2 separate regions of the Sus scrofa genome follow, and region 2 is linked to region 1. Evidence: chromatin contacts called from public Hi-C data. All regions are on one chromosome and are shown on one strand. Each heading gives the region's core, a stretch centred on a gene start, on an enhancer-like site or on the middle of the called end of the contact. The rest is flanking DNA. Distances are from core to core; before and after follow the strand shown. Region 1 overlaps CDK19 (cyclin-dependent kinase 19). Region 2 overlaps CDK19 (cyclin-dependent kinase 19).

What was found. A called contact is a pair of places that touch in the nucleus more often than the background predicts.
Region 2: a contact with region 1 is called in a Hi-C map of liver, with 5 times the contacts expected there. The contact joins two enhancer-like sites. A contact is called at or near these places in 4 of 47 Hi-C or Micro-C datasets (epiblast stem cells and liver) and 1 of 2 datasets of contacts at active chromatin or transcription factors (alveolar macrophages).

What each region holds. Positions count from the first base shown.
Region 1 is chr1:76,657,196-76,664,939 of Sscrofa11.1, forward strand. All of the region lies in intron 2 of CDK19 (cyclin-dependent kinase 19), which reads right to left. Among named protein-coding and RNA genes, the nearest start is that of CDK19, 130 kb to the right of the region's middle. Within about 2 kb of position 4,681, at least 6 of the 83 cell types and tissues checked have an H3K27ac peak or open chromatin away from gene starts, as enhancers often do. A contact at or near this core is called in liver, where this site is marked.
Region 2 is chr1:76,756,622-76,763,992 of Sscrofa11.1, forward strand. All of the region lies in intron 1 of CDK19 (cyclin-dependent kinase 19), which reads right to left. Among named protein-coding and RNA genes, the nearest start is that of CDK19, 33 kb to the right of the region's middle. Within about 2 kb of position 1,895, at least 3 of the 83 cell types and tissues checked have an H3K27ac peak or open chromatin away from gene starts, as enhancers often do. A contact at or near this core is called in liver, where this site is marked.

The sequences.
Region 1 (7,744 bases), core at 3,431-5,930:
AATGTTTATTTCAAGCCCACACATATTCCCTGAACCCCAGCTAAGGGGTTCTAAGGGCCTCAGCATCTCTACTTGAACCCCTAAAGGCCAGTCCTGAGGTTGTGATCTCCATCTCCCCTGCTCTCTACCCCAACTGCTCTCTCCCCATTTCGGTTAATAGCAACTCCACCATTCCAGTTACTCAGGCAAAAAAAAAAAAAAAAAAAAAAAATCTCATCTACTTTGACTCAGTCTTTAATGTCACCCCCTCAGGTCCTGTCCAGCCCTTCTATTTAAAATTATAATCACCCCTCTGCATTTAATTATTACCACCCCCCCTGCAAAGTACTGTCACATCAAACATACAATAGCACTATAGCCCTTATCTTTCATTCTAGAGAGCTCAGAAAACCAAAAGCTTTCTAGTAACTCAGGTAAGAAAAAAAATTTACACTTCAATGGAAAACATGCACTGTCAAAGGCAGAGCCTTTCAGGTCATCTGATTCTGATTCTATGGAAGCTATTTTACAACTCTGTACATTATAGGAAACTGACAATAATGCAGAATAGTTCTTGTCTATCTACAACAAATTCTGTCCTGTCCAGTAGATGTTTGTTGACTTCCCTCTCATATCGTAGAAGATGAAAGTTTTGCCTGAATTTGTTGCATGTCATTTTAATAGTCCTGATTTATAAATATGTCTGTCCTATGGATTCTACTTTGAATGGGTTATAACATCTACTTGGTTCTTTCACTTAAAAAGTTAAATAAGAAGTTCCTGTTGTGGCTCAGTGGTAATGAACCCAAATGGTTTCCATGAGGACATGGGTTCCACCCCTGGCCCTGCTCACTGGCTTAAGAATCTGACTTTGCCTTGAGCTGTGGTGTAGGTCGCAGATGCAGCTCGGATCTGGCGTTGCTGTGGCTGTGCCATAGGCTGGCAGCTGCAGCTCTGATTCGACCCCTAACCTGAGAACTTCCATATGCCGTGGGTGTGGCCCTAAAAAGACAAAAGAAAAAAAAAGTTGAAAATGCATTAACAAAATAATGAGTTAAATAAAATCTTTAAAATGTGTTCCTTTTGGAATTCCCATTGTGGCACAGCAGAAACGAGTCTGACTAGTGACCGTGAGGTTGTGGGTTCGATCCTTGGCCTTGCTCAGTGGGTTAAGGATCTGGCATTGCCATGAGCTATGGTGTAGGTCACAGACGTGGATCAGATTCTGCGTTGCTGTGGCTGTGGTGTAGGCCGGCAGCTGAGCTCCGATTCGACCCCTAGCCTGAGAACCTCCACATACCGAGGGTGAGGGCCCCCCAAAAAATAAATAGATAAATAAAATGTGTTTCTTTTATATCTGCATCACAGTCGTAATTTTACCTATTTTGAAAATTACCCTTTAATACTCATTTTATAGAAATATTTGCACTGACATAAAGCTGCTATTGCCTTTATTTAGCCCACCGAGTGTGAATGCTCACATTTTTATCATGAAATAAATATTAATAAAAAGTTTGATTACTACACCAGAATTTCTCCTGGGTATTAGGTAATATATTATATTTTTATAATATATATGTTTTATAATATTTTGTAATATATATAAAAACACTGTCTTTCCAAAATTAAAAGAAACTGTATCCAAAATACACCTGTTCCCAAGATTTCATTTAACAAATGGTGGACCCGGTATTGTTTATTTATTTTATGTTTTTTATTGTCTGTCTCTCTCCATTAACATATAAGCTCCATGAAGGGAAAATTTCTGTTGCTTTTAGATCCCCAGTGCTTAAAATGGTACCTAGCACTAGTAAGTGCTCAATAAATGTCTGTCAAAAAAAAATCTACTGAACTGACCTGGTTCTTACAAAATCAACCAGTAAATAGCTTGAAATATTATAAAACATTGCTCTTCTTTCAAAAGGTATTTTAAATTGTTTTGTTTTTTAATAAATTGAATAGATTATGTCTAAAATAGTTATCTTAGGGACTCTAACTTTCCACAAGCTACATTTACTTTAGGCTTAAAAAGGAATTTTTCTCTCAACCAGCACCACTCTAGCAAAATTTTTAGCATGCTGGCTTGATGTAAAGAGCATAAGCATAGCTCCTAATAGCTCTGGGTGAGATATTTAACGGTACAGAACTGTAAAAGCAAAGAGGTACCATGAGGGTGTGCCTTGAAAGGTATGCAAATGCAATAAATGCTACAAAATCCTGAAGAAAATGATACACAGGAACAGGGAACAAAGGGAGCCACACTTGAGAAACTAAAGCAGAGATTAATTAAATCATTGCTTACTTTCAAGGCTAGCAAAACCAAATATGCTAGGCCCTAAACAAATGCCACAGAATACACAAAAATGTATTCTCTATTTACTGAAACAAACAAATAAAAAAGTAAATTTCTCTATTGCTATTTACTGAAGAAACAAACAAAAACAATAAACAGCACGATTTTCTTCAATATTAAGAAAAACTGACGAGTGGATGCACTGGGGGTTTGGGATGGAAATGCTGAAAAACTGGGTTGTGATGATCGCTGTACAACTATAAATATAATAAAATTCATTAAAAAAAAAAAGAAAAGAAAAACTGATGAGTAAATTATGGTATAGCCACATATCACAGTCTCAAATACGGATGCCAAGAGTTGCTTTTCATCTTTTAAAGTTTTACTGAAGTATAGTTGATTTACAATGTTGAGATCATTTCTGCTGTAGCCAAGAGTTTTTAAATACATGAGAAAAGACTTAGGCTTTAATGCTGTAATACTGTGATGTAATATAGAAAGGGGGTGCGATGATGGTTTTACAATGTCTAGAAATATCAAATCACTATGTTGTTCACCTGGAACTAAGATTAGTGTTGCGGGTCAACTATACTTCAGTTTAAAAAAAAAAAAAAAATCAGAGAGGAAAACAATGTGTTGTGTTTTTTCCTAACCAAGCAAGTTGATACAGAATTTCCCCTTTCTTTGCCTCCCTCAGATTTAAATTTCATCTTTTACTTTGGAGGAGGGTGAAGGGGATCAGAATGGGCCACCCCAAAATATGATACTTTGGCATAAGAATGATTCGGAGCCGAAGGCATTGGAAAGTCAGCAGATGCAGAAAGGAGCCTTCCTGGAGCTTCCCTTATGGGACTGAAAGTAGAAACTCTGAGAAATGAGGACTGCCATAAATCCCCTCTCCCAGGGAAGTTTTATGACCATGAAGAAGACAGAAAGTCGGCCCTGCAATGGATCAACACAAACAAACCATGCTAATAGAGGCCTTATCTTTCATTAGTTTCCCCTACATATTTACCTTCCCACAGTTTGCAAACCCTTTGTCTTGTCACGTCTCTACAATTTATGGCTCTTGGTTAAAAATGGCATATCAGGTTGACTTATTTCTTGGCATCTTCATTTCTTTTCTAGGGAGGCCACTATGTCACACAAAAATTAACATCAAATAAAGTCAATATGCTTTTCTCTTCTTAAAATATTAAAAATTAAAATAAATGAAAGGCTGCAAAATATTAAATGTTTATAAAAAAGCAACTATACCAAAATGTTAATATAGTTATCTCTAGGGAATGGGATTGTGTGATTTTTCTTTCTTCCTATTCTTCTACTTGATGCATTTTCTATACTGAGCATTACTCATATAATTTACACACACACACATAGACACACACACACAAGCCCTTTCTCTTCAGAAATCTACCCGCTAAGATACTATCGTGCTAGTGAAGCTTCTTTCACATTTGATCTGAAAAAGGATAAAAGAAAGAGATGATGATCGCGCTGGTACTTTCCTGAACTCTTGGCAATATCACATCTTGGCAATGGACTTTAATCTCTTGTCACACAAATATTTGTTCAACATGACATCATGCAACTACAAATATGCCTTAATCACATAAAGAGCAGTTAACTATAGCATGATTTTCCTGTCAAAACCCCACACTAAGAGATAATATCTCTTCCAGATACTTACAGATTACTAACATGATCCCAAAGGAGCCTAATGAAAAATGTGCAACGGGCATGCAAAGACTTTTTCTGATTCCCCTTCCAGGGCATATAAGTGACTATAAAAAATGTCCGCTTTTCACTGTCCTAAACATATAACAATCTAAAGCTGTAATTCTAAACTTTGTTCTCTAAAGCACTATTGAGGATCCTGACTCCATTTGGGAACTCTTATGCTACACTATCAATTACAGAATCTGTTTGTATTTTAATCCACCCATCTTTCTTCCTGTTTCATCCGCACTTTTTGTTCGCCAAGTCTCTGATGCCCCAGGGCTTCCAGATTCCTTTTTCAGAGTATCTAAAAGGAAAGGGTCCTCTTATGCTTCAATAACTCACTTATCTCAAAGTAAATCCAATTTTTTATTCGCATTTGATCTGTAATATGTAACAGAATGATTCATTTGACCATTGATCTTTATTTTTAGAAAGCTTTATTTTTAGAATGCATTCATTGAGTGTAACATTTTTTAATGTGTAACCCTCCCCTCCCTACAAAAAAAAAAAAAAGGAAAATAAATGAGGAAATGTACTTGGTAGCAAACAGGAGATTCACCTAACTTCAAAATGCCCCAGCATTCCTAAGCTGAAATTTAAGAATTAGCATTTTGACACCTGACACTTTCACTCCTGTGACAAGCTTTAGGGAAGGACCTTACAAGCACATAGATACATTATAACCTTCCAGCAGGTGGCACTCATACTCTGAAGAGGGGTCTATAAAACAGTAAACCAGCCCAGGTTCAAGGTAGCCCTAAATTTTTTGCTTTATTTTACTTTAGCAACACTGCTTAGGTACCAGTCATAAGCTTCAAGGAGGTCAGTGGTCCCCACTGCCATCCAGTGGAAATGACAGTGAGGCAGCAGGTATAATACAAAAAGCACAGATTTTAGAATTCAGAAACCTGAGTTTAAGCCCTGACCACAGCTATGCAGAGCAAGATGCTTAACTCCTCAGAGGCTTAGAGAGGGGGAAAAAAAAATATACTGATAAACACACTCAGTTTCTGCAAGGATTAAATGAATGTACATAACTATATATCACAATGCTTAGAAAACATTAAAAACTTGACAAACTATAGTTATTGCTCTTATAACCACCACTATTGGCAAGAATGTTATGAGGACTAAATGTGGTAAGTAGAACGTCTGGCATGCTTTAAGTTTTTTTTTGGGGGGGGTTGTTTTTTGTTTGTTTGTTTGTTTTTTAGGGCATTACCCACAGGATATGGAGGTTCCCGGGCTAGGAGTCCAATTGGAGCTACAGCTGCCAGCCTACACCACTGTCACAGAGACACAGGATCCAAGCTGCTTCTGCAATCTACACCACAGCGCACGGCAACGCTGGATCCTTAACCCAATGAGCAAGGCCAGGGATGGAACCTGCATCCTCATGGATACTACTTGGGTTTATTAACCACTGAGCCATGCCAGGAACTTCTCTTTAAGGTTTTGATAAACACTAGCTATTATTACTGTACCTAACTGAGAAAGGCTAGGCACTACAGGCATAGAACCTCATTGGAGAGAGACATGCTGTGATTGGGGCATGCCATCACATTTATTTCCCAAAGTGCCTGAAACACTCTGTTAGCAGGTTGTATAATAATAGTATGGCTACGGGAAAGTTAGTTCACTTTCCACTTTGCAACAGATGATCTAGTTTCCTTTTCTCTTTGATTTTATTACTACATGTACTTGGTCTGAGAGAGATGTGAAAGCAAGTGAGATTGGTAATAAATAAGAAGCTTACATCCTCTTAACTATGACAGCATAAGTGCTCTTTTCAAAGTTGAATGTTTAATCTTTTACGTAACATACTCCACATGAGAAAAATCAGATACAGTTCTTATAAATCAATGGCACTCTGAATATACAAACTTTAAGTATAAAAAATGAAACAGATGCAAATCAAAATAGTTTACAAGCAAAACCTAAATTACCTGGAATTCTCAGGGGCATTCTGATTCATTGGAGGGTAATCAGAAAATCTTTTCTTGCTTCCAGTAAAAAGCCTTGTTGAAAGCCTTCCTTATCTTCACAATTACCAAAATGGAATTATCTTTGACTCTAGGCACATTTTTAGTATCTTGGAGTTTCAATAAATATAAACTCCTAACAAATATTTCCTCCTCGTTTATCCTTTTATTTCCTTGAAGTAAAATGAGGGGTGAAAAAAAAACCCTTAAAACTCTTATTTAGGGGAGTTCCCGTCTTGGAGCAGCAGAAACGAATCCAACTAGGAACCAAGAGGTTGTGGGTTCAATCCCTGGCCTCGCTTAGCGGGTTAAGGATCTGGCATTGCCATGAGCTGTGGTGTAGGTGTCAGACATGGCTCGGATCCCTCATTGCTGTGACTCTTGGTGTAGGCCGGCAGCAACAGCTCTGATTAGATCCCTAGCCTGGGAACCTCCATATGCCCTAAAAAGACAAAAGACAAAAAAAAAAAAAAAAAAAAAAAAAAAAAAAAGAAAAAGAAAAAGAAAAAGCTCTAATATAAATACTGCCTTAAAAAGGAAAAGAAGTATCATCTTATTTTCCTCTGTCTCTAGTCCTCGTTTCCTTCTCTGTTCTGCAGTCTCTCCTGACATCTTACCCATGTGTCTAAGGTTTCACTGTTACTTTTATGGAGAATCCAAAATCTCAATCTCTAGCCCAAAACTCTGACATCAGGTTGCAACTGTGCATTCATACACCCATATGGAAATCCCACTGTACCTCAAAACCCACAGGTCCAAAACTGAGTATCACTTGCCTACCTCCACCTCTTAGCGCATCCACTATTCTTGCAATTATACCACTCTTTCCCAATAACCAAGGCAGGTTCAAAACCTTAAAACCAATCAGTGCCCAGTTACTCAACAAGTGCTATGTACTTTGCCTTTTAAATATACTCATGAATTTTCACCTCAATAATTAAAAGAAACCCTTAACTAGTATTTATACATGTGCTCTTGCCTGTGCCTGGAAAGATCTTCTCTGTCCTCTTTTCTGACTAACACCTATTTGCTTTTTAGAAAGGACTTTATCACTGCTTCTAAAAAACCTTTCTTGAAACTCCTAGTCTAAGTGGGTGTCTCTCTTCTGTCTTTCCTTCCATACTGTACTACTTCTCTTAACATACCACTGATGAAATTATGACATAGTTTGATTATCTGGCTCCCCTAATAGATTGCAAGGTTCTAGAATGCAGGAACTATGTCTTCCATCTCTAAATTTCCACTGTGTAACAAGCCAGACACATTTGGTGTTCCTCAAATGCTGGCTGAATTAGTGAGTGATGATCTAGCGCCTGTCATTTCTAATACATCCCATGCACTGACATCAAATTATCTTCCTAAATTAAAAAGTTGAGGAGTTCCTGCTCTGGCACAGTGGGTTAAGAATCTGACTGCAGGAGTTCCCATCACGGCACAGTAGAAATTAATCCATCTAGGAACCATGAGGTTGCAGGGTCAATCCCTGGCCTTGCTCAGTGGGTTAAAGATCTGGCATTGCCTCGAGCTGTGGTGTAGGTGGCAGATGCAGCTTAGATCTGGCGTTGCTCTGATTAGACACCTAGCTGGCAGCTGTAGCTCTGATTAGACCCCTAGCCTGGGAACCTCCACATGTTGCAGGTGTGGTCCTAATAAAGCAAAAAGAAAAAAGAAAAGAAAAGAAAGAAACTGATTGTAGCAGCTCAGGTGGCTGCAGAAGCACAAGTTCAATCCTTGACCCAGGGCAGTGGGTTAAAGAATCTGGCACTGC
Region 2 (7,371 bases), core at 645-3,144, 97 kb after region 1:
ATAGATAAAACTAAACAAGAAGTTCCTGAAATGGTGACACAGGGGATTTCAGGTGGATAGAATAAAGTGTCCCAATAGTGAGGATGGTTCAGCAAAGATGAACAACAAAAAAAGCGTCAAATTTCCTACTATGGGGATTTTTTTTTTTTTTTTTTTTTTTTTTTTTTTTTTTGCTTTTTAGGGCCACACCCCCAGCATATGGAGATTCCCAGGCTAGGGGTCCAATAGGCACTACAGCTGCCAGCCACAGCAACACAGGATGCAAGCCATGTCTGTGACCTACACCACGGCTCATGGCAACGCCAGATCCTTAACCCACTGAGCGAGGCCAGGGATCTAACCCACACCCTCATGGTTCCTAGTTGGATTCATTTCCACCACACCATGACAGGAACTCCTGGGGATATTTTTAAATTGAGAAAATTTTAAGCATAGGAAAGTTCATGTTTAATACTACCTGAAAGCAGAGTTTGGCATCAGAAACTTAAGTCTTTCTCATCCAGGAACAAATGCTTAGTTCCACAACTTCCAGGCATTACCAATCAATCATCTTTTAGTTACCTGGAGAGAGAGGATCCTTCACTGTGTCCCAGAACTCAAGAGTCCATGCCAACACTGCACTGTTATGCATATTTTTATACAACACAGAAAAGAGGTTTCACACTGAATTCCATAGGCCTGTTCTCAATGGAACATAGCAGAACCTGGTGAAAGCAAGGTACTACTAGACACCAAAACAATGCTTGATTCAGGGTCAAAGAATCTCTCCCAACAACTTGCCCAAGTGCCTCTCGCACTGCACTCCGATCCCAATTCTTCAGAATAAAAATTTAAAGATTCTGGCATTCCTGCTGTGGCACAATGGGATCAGGAGCATCTCTGGAGCACAGAGACACAGGTTCGATCCCCAGCCTGGCACAGTGAGTTAAGGACCTGGTGTTGCCTGCAGCTATGGCATAGGTCACAACTGCAACTCAGAGATCTGATCCCTGGCCAGGGAACTCCATATACCGCAGGGTGGCCAAAAATGAAAAAAAAATTTTTTAATTTTTAAATAATAAAAAAATTAAAGATTCTAACAGGAAATTTGTGAACTATAAAAGCTAATGCTATAGTTATACACCAAAACAGAAGCAACTCCTTAAAAGAACTTGCTATCCTCAACTAATTCAAGAGAGAAACATAATTAGCAAAGAAAAGGACATAGATTTAACAGCTCTTATCTATCAAAACAGAATTGAATTCTTACTTTTACACTCCCTCTCTAAATCAGCCTGGAAAAACCAGAAGAAAATTAGAACAAAGGATACAGTTTCCACTCTGGAATTATGCAGTTGGTAAAACTGCTATTTTTTCCTTTTACGCCACCTCAATGACCTCACAATTTGGACCCAGGTTCTGGGCATTCCACTCAGCGACCTTCCCGGACACTTTTCTGGGGTGTCCTTCACCCACTCATCCAGCTGGTCACTGAATCTCACCTACCTCCTAAATGCCTGTGACCTTCCCCCAGCCCTGCCCCTCTCCCATCTCCATAGCTGTCACTAAGAACAAGTTCTCCTCATTTCTCACCAGGAACTCCCTAAGAGTCTCCTGTTCCACTCTCCTGCCTCTCTTGTCCTCTCCATCCTCCACACTGCTGCAAAACCGATCATGACATTCCTTTCTACAAGGTTACACAATCAACTATTAGCAGTGGTTATCTCTAGAGAATGTCAACATTTTTTGGTGTTGCCCGTGTGCATTTTATAACAAGCATGTGCTCCTTTTACAATCAGAAAAAAAAATTTACTATTTCCATTTGGGAAACTATTGGAATCTACTCCATTTGGAATCTATTACCCCAATTCTCTATCAGGTTAAAGGCCGAATTCTTTAGCCAGGCAGGCACACAATGATCAGGCTCTGCCTTCTCAAATATATTTCCAACCTCCATCCCATGTACTTATTCTAGCCATCCTGAATTACTTGCTGTTGTTTCTTCATAGAATACAGAGATGTAACAATAATCTTGAGTCTGTTCCTAATAATTAATCTGCCTCCACTAATAGTTATGTCATTAATCTAAGAAGAAGTCTTATTTATTCCATCTTGCAGCCCATTATTCCTAACTAGCCTACAGACCCACAGTTGTACCAACACATTAAATTCTTTCCTTCCAGCCAGGCAGAAATTGCTGTAGACAGCCCTTTGCATCCACAGCCTAAGAGATGATATGGGAAGCAGCACAATGCAGTGTGCTAAATTTGGGTAGGGGACTGAAGAGAAAAGTAGGGCAAGGACCTGGATAAATTTGCAGCACAACTTCTCAGAGTGGTCCAGCTTTATCTGAAGTGTTATAAATTCTTGTCACATAAAAGCACAATAAAGTTAAATTTGACAATAACACAAATATTTATATTACTTTCCCTCCTTCTTTTAGCATGAAAATCCAAAAACTAGCCACTTTTTCAAAGCACATTATTGGTTTCACCTTCCTTCAGTTTCTTCGGTGTAAACAAGTACAAACAACCAAATGAAAATTACAGAGATTATATGTAACTTAATGAAGTCTTGTCTTCTGATTATAAATTACACAAAATTCTCTCTTTCAAATCACATAAAATACAGAAACAAAACCCAGATTTTTAAAAATACAAACCAAACACATAAAAACAATTAAAATATTCCTTTCATCTGATTGTGTACTTGGGCCAAATGAAACCAGCAAACAGGGTTACCCAACACAGATTTCTACCTAAAGAAATAAATTAAGAAAAAGATAGAAATGAGCCAGAAAGACAAAGACAAATACCGTATGATATCACTTATAACTGGAATCTAATATCCAGCACAAATGAACATCTCCTCAGAAAAGAAAATCATGGACTTGGAGAAAAGACTTGTGGCTGCCTGATGGGAGAGGGAGGGAGTGGGAGGGATCGGGAGCTTGGGCTTATCGGACACAACTTAGAATAGATTTACAAGGAGATCCTGATGAGTAGCATTGAGAACTATGTCTAGATACTCATGTTGCAACAGAACAAAGGGAGGGGGAAAAAAATGTAATTGTAATGTATACATGTAAGGATAACTTGATCCCCTTGCTGTACAGTGGGAAAATAAAAAAAAAAGAAAAAAAGAAAAAAGAAAAAGATAAAGAGGGACCAAGACAAAGAGTTCAATAGGCTGCAATGGCTGAGGAGCAAATCTAAGGATTTTCATAATTTCTGTACTATATTATACAATCTCCATTCTATTAAAAAGAACAAAATTACATTGTTCTTAGCTGTAATTATGGTATTATGGTTACACAAGAGAATTTTTTTTTGTTTGTTTTTTTTTTTTGTTTTTTTGCTTTTTAGGGCTGCACTCATGGCATACAGAGGTTCCCAGGCTAGGGGTCGGATCGGAACTACAGCTGCCAGCCTATGTCACAGCCACAGCCACCCAAGACCTGAGCCATGTCTGCGACCTACACCACAGTTCATGGCAACACCAGACCCTTAACCCACTGAGCGAGGCCAGGGATCGAACCTACAACCTCACGGTTCCTAGTCGGATTTATTTCCGCTGCGCCACAACGGGAACTCCGAGAACATGTTTATTTTTAGGAGATGCATGCTAAAATATTAAAAGGTATAGTGCCACGACGATTGCAACTTACTTTCAAGTGGTTCAGAAAAAAAAAATATATATATATATATATTTCATATACATATACACACATTTATAGAGAAAGCATCTGTTAACCACTAACCTGGATCCAGGAATGGTAAACTATAGTCCAAGCCAAATCCAGCTGAGCCTGTTTTTGTAAATAACTTTTACTGGAACATTGCCCTGCCCATTCATTAACCTGTTATCTATAGCTGCTTTTTCTCTACAACTACAGAATCGAGTACTTTTAACAGAGACCACATGGCCTCCAAAGCCTAAAATATTTACTGGCCTGTTAGAGAAGTATAGAAACTATCTGGCCCTTTACAGAAAAAAAAATTTACTCACTTCTGATGTAGAGAGTGAATACATAGTGATCATAGGAGCTATATGGATTTTTGATATGTTTGAAACAATTTGTTAAGGACTTCATGACACTCTAGAAATAGAGATATTGAAGAGCCAACGATCATCAAAATTTCCCATTAAAAAATTAACAGCAGTAAAAAAAAATTAATGGTAGGATTAATACATATATTATTATAGCATAAAAGAATCATCTCCTTTATTCCTCACAACTCATAAGGAAACATCACTCTCCATTTTTACAGATTTCTTTTTTTCACACTCTAATCCTTTCCAGTTCTTCCCAAAGTATATATATTTAAAAAAAATAAAAAACTTTCTACACATTTAGAATTTATCTTGCCCAAACACCTCCAGAACTCTGAGCTTATTATTTTTTTCACTTAGTTATTTTTTTTTTAATCCTAGTTATAGCACACATATGCACTTTCTTTACAAAGGGAACAATAATGGAAATCAGAGCAACAGCTGCTTTTGGCTGAGTGCTAAGCCACAGGCAGGTGTCTTTTCTTTTCTTTTTTTTTTTTCTTTTTTTTTTTTTGCTTTTCAGGGCCACACCTTTGGCATGTGGACACTCCCAGGCTAGGTGTCGAATCAGAGCTACAGCTGCCAGCCTACACCAGAGCTCAGGGCAACACTGGATCCTTAACCCACTGAGAGAGGCCAGGGGTCGAACTCTCATCCTCATGGATACTAGTAGGGTTCATAACCCACTGAGCCACTGCAGGAACTCCCTCACTTAGTTATCTTTTCTCACTGTGTATTTTTAATTTAGTCAAATTACTAAAAATCCTAAAAGGCTGGAACTTTATCACATGTCCCTTTACTTTAAAAAAAAAAAAAAAAAAAACACTATCAGACCTAAATATGAGACCTAAAATTGGGACCTGCTGTCTAGCACAAAGAACTCTACTCAATATTCTCTGATAACCTATATGGGAAAAGAATCTGAAAAAGAAAGGATATGTGCTTAAGTATAACTGAATTACTTCACTGTATAGCAGAAATTAACACAACATTGTAAATCAACTATACTTCAATAAAAGAAAAAAAATGGAAAAAAGACCTAAAACTACAAAACTCTTGGAAGAAAACAAAGAAGTAAATCTTTGCAATCTTAGAGCAAACAGGAGTTTCCTAATGCAACAAAATAAAAGACATAAACTAGACATCATTAAAATTAAAACATTTTCTGCTTCAAAGGACACCATCAAGAATGTGAAAAGGCAATCCGCAAAACGAAAGAAAATATTTGCAAATCATAAATCAGATAAGGGCCTAGCATCCAGAATATATAAAGAACTCTTACAACTCAACAACAACCAAGGATAAAAAGACAATCCAATTTTAAAAATGGGCCAAAGAATATACACAAATAGCCAAAATTGAGCATGAAAAGATGCTTGATACTACTAGTTATTACGGAAATACAAATCAAAACCACATGAAATAACACTTCATACCCAGTAAGATGGCTAAAATCAAAAACAGTATCAAATGCTAACAAGCATATAAAGAAATTGGAATCCTCATACATTGCATGAAGGAATGTAAAATGGTGCAGCTGCTTTAGTAGTTCCTCAAAAGGTTAAATATAGAGTTAACATACAATCTAGCAATTCCATTCTTAGGTATATACCCAACAATTTAAAACATGTGGTTGGAGCTCCCGTTGCAAGGTAATGAACCCAACTAGTAATCATGAGGATGCCGGATGCGGGTTTGATCCCAGGCCCCACTCAGTGGGTAAAGGATCCGACATTGCCGGGAGCTGTGGCTTAGATCCCACGTTGCTGTGGCTTGGATCCCACGTTGCTGTAGCTGTTGCGCAGGCCTACAGCTGCAGCTCTAATTTGACCCCTAGCCTGGGAACTTCCATATGCCACAGGTGCAGCCCAAAAAAGACACACACACACACACATATATATATATATATACACATTAAATGTTCACAGCAGCATTATTTACAATAGTCAAAAAGTGGAATCAACCAAAATGTCCATCGACTGACAAATTACCCAAAATTATAAAATATGGTAGTCATAGCAATGACTAATGATATTCTTTAGTCATTTACAAGCATGATGTAAATACATTCTACAACATGACTGAAACTTCTGCTAAGATGGATCTAAATAAATATTTATTGATAAAAAATGCATAACATCAATAAATTTATCAATATCTTAGAAAGTTTACAGAAAAGTGCATTCTGACAACTGATAATTATTTGCCTTCATCAGTCTCTTCATTAATGATCATGAATACTCCACAAATAGTTCTCATTACTTTTATATTAGATATCTTACTAAAGATACGAATGTTGGAGTAGGAGTTAGAATAGAACACCAATAACATCAGAAACTGAAACATACTAAGAGATCTTAAGGGAAGTATTTAATATTTCTGGACTTCTTTTAGGGCAAGCAATTTGACCAAGATACACAATTTCATGAAGTTCCAAAAGCTTATGCTGCTTTTTGGTTTTGGGTTTTTTGCGGGTTTTTTGTTTTTTTGTTTTTTGTTTTTTAGTTTTTTTTTACTTTTTAGGGCTGCACCCACAACATATAGAAGTATCCAGGCTAGGGGTAAAATTGCAGCTGCAGCTGCCAGCCACAGCCACAGCCACAACAACGCGGGATCAGAGCTGCATCTGCAACCTACACCACAGCTCACAGCAACACATGACGCTTAACTGAGTGAACAAGGCCAGTGATCAAACTCGCATCTCATAGATAGTAGTCCAGTTCGTGACCTGCTGAGCCACAATGGGAACTCCTCATGCTGTGTTTTTAATCACTACCTATAAGTACATCTGGAAAGAAATTTTTTTGTGTTGAATTAAATTACATAGTTCTTTAAACCTACTCTATGCAGATCAATATAGTAATACCAGGAAATTCCTGCTCACTTTCAAGTTTCCTAATCATGATCTCTATTTTAAAGACAAATACTGTTAAGCACATTTTGACTTATGTACTCTTTCCATTTAAAATTTTTCACTTTATAAATTTCCTTCTCTCAGAAAAACAAAGTTTTAACTAAATATCTATTGATCACAGTGCTGTTTATAACAATAAAAAGTCACAACCTCAGTATCAATCAACAAAGTAACTGGTTAAACAAATAATAGCACATACATATAGTGAAATATAGTCATTAAAAATACAGAACAGTGACTTTCTGGTAAAAGAAGGTCAGAAAGCAGACTTTTAACCCATACCTTCAAGGATAACTGCATATAATTGATGTTATTATTGATGGGTGGTTTGCATATGGGAATGGTATAGATTTTCTTTCAAAGAAAACCACTGCAGGAGTTCCCGTTGTGGCTCAGCGGTTAACGAACCCAACTAGCATCCATGA